2 separate regions of the Rattus norvegicus genome follow, and region 1 is linked to region 2. The links are chromatin contacts, called in public Hi-C maps. All regions are on one chromosome and are shown on one strand. The core of a region is the stretch at or near the end of the contact, and the rest is flanking DNA. Distances in the headings are between cores, read along the strand shown. Region 1 holds the start of Cyp1b1 (cytochrome P450, family 1, subfamily b, polypeptide 1). Region 2 has its middle 55 kb from the start of Atl2.

The links. A called contact is a pair of places that touch in the nucleus more often than the background predicts.
Region 1: a Hi-C map of the A7r5 cell line shows a contact between it and region 2, with 4 times the contacts expected there. The contact joins the promoter of Cyp1b1 here to the enhancer-like site in region 2. A contact is called at or near these places in 8 of 12 Hi-C or Micro-C datasets (the A7r5 cell line, the Rat2 cell line, hepatocytes and 4 more).

Annotation. Positions count from the first base shown.
Region 1 is chr6:21,093,127-21,095,826 of GRCr8, reverse strand. Cyp1b1 (cytochrome P450, family 1, subfamily b, polypeptide 1) reads right to left here and starts at 1,262. Exons shown (of 3, transcript NM_012940.2): 1 at 893-1,262; 2 at 1-511. The coding sequence starts at 510.
Region 2 is chr6:20,944,616-20,947,315 of GRCr8, reverse strand. No RefSeq gene overlaps it. Among named protein-coding and RNA genes, the nearest start is that of Atl2, 55 kb to the right of the region's middle. Within about 2 kb of position 1,300, at least 6 of the 93 cell types and tissues checked have an H3K27ac peak or open chromatin away from gene starts, as enhancers often do. A contact at or near this core is called in the A7r5 cell line, where this site is marked.

The DNA of each region.
Region 1 (2,700 bases), core at 13-2,512, 150 kb before region 2:
CGCGTGGCCCTCGAGGAGACCGCGGCTGCGCGGGTGGCGGGTGGAGAAGGCACGCATCGTGCCATAGGCTGCACGTCGCCGCTCCTTCCAGCGCTCTGAGTAGTGGCCGAACGCCAGGCTGCGGCCACCAGACACCACACGGAAAGAGGCGAAGGGAGGCCGGTCCGCAAAGACGCCGCCCTGCTGCACCAGAGCCTGATGGATGGCACTCTCGCCATTCAGCACCACCACGGGACAGCTGCCCAGACGGATCTGAAAAACGTCGCCATAGCGCCTCGCAAGGCGAGCGAAGTACAAGTGCGATGCCCGGCCAACAGACGCCGCGTTTCCGATCAATGGCCAAGGAAAGGGACCCGGGGGCGAGGACCACGGTTTCCGTCGCCACTGGCGCAGCAGCCACTGGCCTAAGTGCACGATGGCCAGGACCGAAACGAGTAGCAGAAGAATGGTCTGTTGGGTAGACAGCGAGCTCAGCTGCTGTGGACTGTCTGCACTAAGGCTGGTGGCCATGCTGGGGACACAAAGGCAAAACGTGACACTCAGGTGTGCAAAGGAAATGAAGAGCGCCCCCGCCACGCCCCGCGTCTCAGTCCCAGCATGGGGGCTACAGACTGGGGTTAAGCAGAGGAGAAGCGGTGCATAGCTCGGGTAAAGACTGGCTTTCTAGGCAAGATGCTTAAAACTACATTTCGTACCCAACCCAGCCTCCAGCAGAGACGTACCAGCTTCCAAATCCCCGGCTGCCTAACGGTTCCCAGAATTCCCACACATGCGAGTGAATGGCAGACACAGGCGGGCGGGTCTCTTTTAAAGTACCTAATGCCCAACCCCTGACCTTCAAGAACTGCTGCTCTGAAGAGGCTCGGGAAGGTGGCTCCGTGGACAGACTGACCTGCGATGAAGCGCGGTTCCAGCGGTGTAGAGCAGTGGGGTCTGGGAGAAGCTCTGGAGCCTCTGCCCAGACTCTGCAAGACTTCAACCTGAGAGTCCCCAAGGACCCGGAGTCCTAGACACCTGAGGCCCGCTGCTTTAGCACCCACTCTTGGCTCAGTCAGAACCTAAACTTAGATTAGGATGGAGGACAGGGGGGAAGTGTCTCAAGTTTGCTGAGCTCCAGTGCACCTGGGGCTCCGCAAAGTCAGGACTTTCTCACAGAGTTGGAGTTGCGGTTGAGATGGGTGAGGGGTTGGGAGTTGATAAAGTGGAGCTAAATCCCAGCCCGCCGGCGGCTTTCAAGCTGGCGTCGCAGAGGTGTCTGCAACGCACCCCAGAGGCGACACGCCATCCCTCTACTCCGGGGTTTTAAAGACTGGAGGAAGTGGGACCTTAAGGGGTGGGGCGTGAGGGGCGGGACGCACTGCGAAAGTCCACAGATCTGGGACTTGGGTCTCAAGTCTGTGCTCAGGGTGACCCAGGGTGGTCCAGTGGGACGTCTGCGCCGCCGGCCGGGACTGTTCTGAAACAATAGCTGGCAACTTTATTAGGAGCCGCCTTGTAAAGTTTTCCTTTGGCGATAACAGCTTGTCGTCAGTCATTCCCTAGTGAAGACCCCCACGCTTTCCCCAGAATTTCCTACGCCTCTGCGCGCTGGGGCAAAGCGCAACCAAGAGCACGCCCTCCTCCTCCAGGTGACTCGAGCTTGGTGCCTTGCTCATGATCCTTAGGCACCGAGCCAGGAAAAGAAACTTGCCATTTTAAGAACAGAACACCTTGGTTTGCCTTGCATTTATCTTAAGGTTTTGCAAAGCATTTGGCGCTCCAGTCGTGGCCCTTTGTGTGCATGGATCTCTTTCTACCTCTGAGATCTGGAAACCTTGTAAGTTCTCCGCGCCCCACCCCCCTCGCAAAGGCGTGCACCATCCTTCTGCACACAAAGTTCTCAGAAGGCAAGGCTTCCCGCGTTGAAACGACAGGAAATCTGCCACCTGCTGGACATGCGTGACAGTTCAGGTCGCCCCAGGCAGTGTTCCAAGCTTGGGTGTTGGAGGCAGTCCTGGAGCGCCAGACCGGAGAGGGGGCGGTGAGTGGGAGGAGGAGGAGGCAGCTCTGTACGCCAGCAAACGGTTGGGTTGAAAAGTTTCTGCTGTCGCCTCCCCATTGCGTGCGGAGCTGTGCCTTGCGTGCGCCGCTTCTGGGAAGTCGGCTCCAGTCATCTCCCTGGGCGCTGCTCGCGGCCGCCCCTCCCGCGCTTCTCACGGCACCTGACACGCCGAGGCGGCGGCCAAGGGCGGGGTGCCTGTCGCCGCCACCCTCGGCGGCGCACGCACAGCTGCGCCCGCGGGACCTGCCCGGAGGATGCTTGGTCGCCGCCAACTTGTCGACCCCCAACTCACTCAGCCTGTTTCCCAAACTAGCCCTGGGGACATTTTCTTCAAAGAGAAAGCCAGGGATGCCAAATGGCCTGGGAAGTTACTGCCCTTGTTCGTACCAGTCAATGCATAGTATCCTGCTTTCAAAACACCCGAGAGAAAAAGGTTTCAGCTAGGCGCTGGAAAAGGCAACCCAAGAAAGAGGTAGAAGACTTCTAATCAAAGAAGAATTGTAGCTCCAGGCCATTGGTGTGATCTCCCGATAACCCACTCCCAACGCTACATTATTGTCTCATTTACAAATAAACAGATTCAGAGTGATTATGGGACTACTATCCGAATCACACCATTCTCTAGAGGTGGAGACAGTATTTGAACTCACAAAGCCCCA
Region 2 (2,700 bases), core at 51-2,550:
ACCAGAGGAATGGGTACTATGCCCACTTCTGGCCAAGGCTATGGATTCATGGAGTTTTCAGTCCTTAATAATCACAAAGAAAGAGAGTAGGAAGAAGTCCTCTTACCCCAGCCAAATAGGTGCTTCTGTTAGATTAATAACAGTGATTGATATAGGACCTCATTTGAGTAGAGACTGTCTTGGAAGCTGGGCCTCAACCCAATGGAATGTTTCTAGTGCATCCAACTTCATTAATTAAGACTGAAGGAGGAAGAATCCTGAGGAGTTTGCAGAGAACCCCAGAAGGTACCTCCTCCCTTCCCTTCACACAACGGGAACTAGAAAGCAGGCATTCATATGTGTTGCTTCTCCTTTAATGTTTACTTCATCTTGAAAAGACTCTTGGTTTTCTGCAAGGGGAAGTCTGATGGTTCTGTGGGTAATAAATAACCCCTCGCTCTGAGAAATCTGATGCTTGACTCCACTGAGCCACTTGGTAACTGCAAACTGACATTACAGAAGCTTTTCCTGTGAGACCACAGATATCTAAGCCATTTCCCTCTTCAGATGACTCCAGCTGAATGGCTTTCTGTGCTATTAGTGGAACATATCCAACAATCTTTGATTTGTGGTTGCTTGATTGGGCCCTGAAAGGAGAGGCTATTTCCTTGCAAGGAGGAATAATTGCCTGGGAATTCTTCAGGGTGATATCATTCCTGTGGAGGGAGCATCAATTTTCTTGACACTGAGAATGTTTATGGGAGTGAAAGGGGGAAGAGCTTTTGAATCTCATCTCACAAAACCCCAAGCCACAGCTTAGCAGATCAAACCAGATAACTTTAAGCAAAATGTCAGCCTTCAGACTGTGCCTAGGTCAAGTGATACGCGTATATGTGGTGGGGAGGGTTATCCATGTGTGGGGGTGTATTCATGGCATGACAACCTATGGTGCTGGCCCTCAGGTGCCCTCCACCTTTTGTCTCTCAGTGGCCTGGAACACCACATGGGCCAGGCTGGTTGGCTCTTAAGCCCATGGAGACCCCCCAGTCTCTGCTTCCCATTTCACAGCACTTGGATCCCAGGTATGCTTCACACAGGACTGTTTTTAAAACTTGAATTCTAGAGATCCAAATTCAAGTCCTCAACTTGTAAGGCAAATGTCTTACCAACAGAGCCATCTCCCCAACCCCCTGCCTATGAATTCTGAACCCTTTTGCAGTCAGAGTGCAAAGAGGGCACCGAATACTCTTCACCAACAGGAGAGAAGACATTTTGCACAGGGCCATTGCAAGAGGAGCCACGTGCTTACGGCCCCACTTTAGGAGTCTTTGGCACCATCTGCTCCAAAGGAAATGACCACGCAACTCGTCACTGTGTGATTGATGCTTCCAAGGACAGCGTTTGTTTTGATGCTGGAAACCTATCTTTCTCTTGAAATCATAACAGCCAAAGGTTATCTTGGGCTTAGAAGGGAACTTTTGTCCTTAATGAGCTATTTTCTTTCTAAATAACTTGAGATTTGCAGAAAGGTTGCCAATGCAGGGCAGAGAATCCCCCTGTGCCCGCAGTCTGTCGCAGCTTTCACTGCCTTTGTCAGAATGGACAAGTGAATGCTTGCATGGGTGCTGTTCAGACAACTGGGGAGTCAAGACGTCTTAGTCTCAGCCAGCCTGTGACACAGTCTGACTTTCCTCATTTGCCAGTCTTCATGATTTTAAAGAGCCTTGGTCCAGTGTTTGGTAGGAGGTGCCTCGGTTCACTTTGGTCTGAATCTGTCAGACTAGGGCTATGAGGTTTTCAGGAAGGAGTGCCTGGGGCAGATAATTTTTAGAAAGTATAGTTACCAGAAGTTACGAGATGGCCTGCTTTGTCTCTTCCAGCCTGTTTTGAATGACGTCATATGCTGGTTTTGTGATGAATTTTTCCAATTTGAGTTTCTAGCTCCTTTAAATAGTGAGTTCCAGGCCTCTGCAGGAGCCACAGGTGGGGGAAGCAGGTGTCCCCTTTTAGAGCAATGGTTCTTGACCTTCCTAGTGCTGCCACCCTTTCACAGAGCTCCTCGTGTTGTCATGACCCCCAACCATAGAATTCTTTCTGTTGCTACTCCATACTGTAATTTTGCTACTGCTATGAATCACAATGTAAATATCTGATATTTCCAGTGTTCTCAGTCTACCCTTATGAAAGGGTTGCTGAACCCCTCAAAGGGGTCATGACCCACAAGTTCAGAGTTTTAGAGTTGGGGGCTACCTATAGTATCCTCAGTGGCCACACGTCATGGTGTTGGCTGAAGCAGAATTTCAGCAAGTCTATCATACTGCTTTCATAACGGAAAGGGACCCAGATGAACTCCCAAGTCAAGAAAAATAATGCAAGAGCAAAAGATGCGGCAGCCGAGTCTCAGGAAAGCTTCATTTTCCTAGTGATGGGAGATGGCATGAACAGGGTGTCAGAATGTGTCAGAATTGCGTCACGTTCTATCCTCTGTGTCTGCACAGCATGACTTTTGCTTATGCTTGGCAACAGAATGGGGACAAGACTCACAGGAAGCTGGCTGACAGGAAAGTCAATAAATGGGCACGACAGTGACAACTGCCCTCTCCTTGACTTCCTAAGCCCTCCATGTCACATTCTGGGACAGGGCCACTCACTGAGAGCCACATAGTTTTACTTAGCCTTGTCAGGCTCTTCGCTCCTGCAAACTCCAACCGAGAAGTCTAT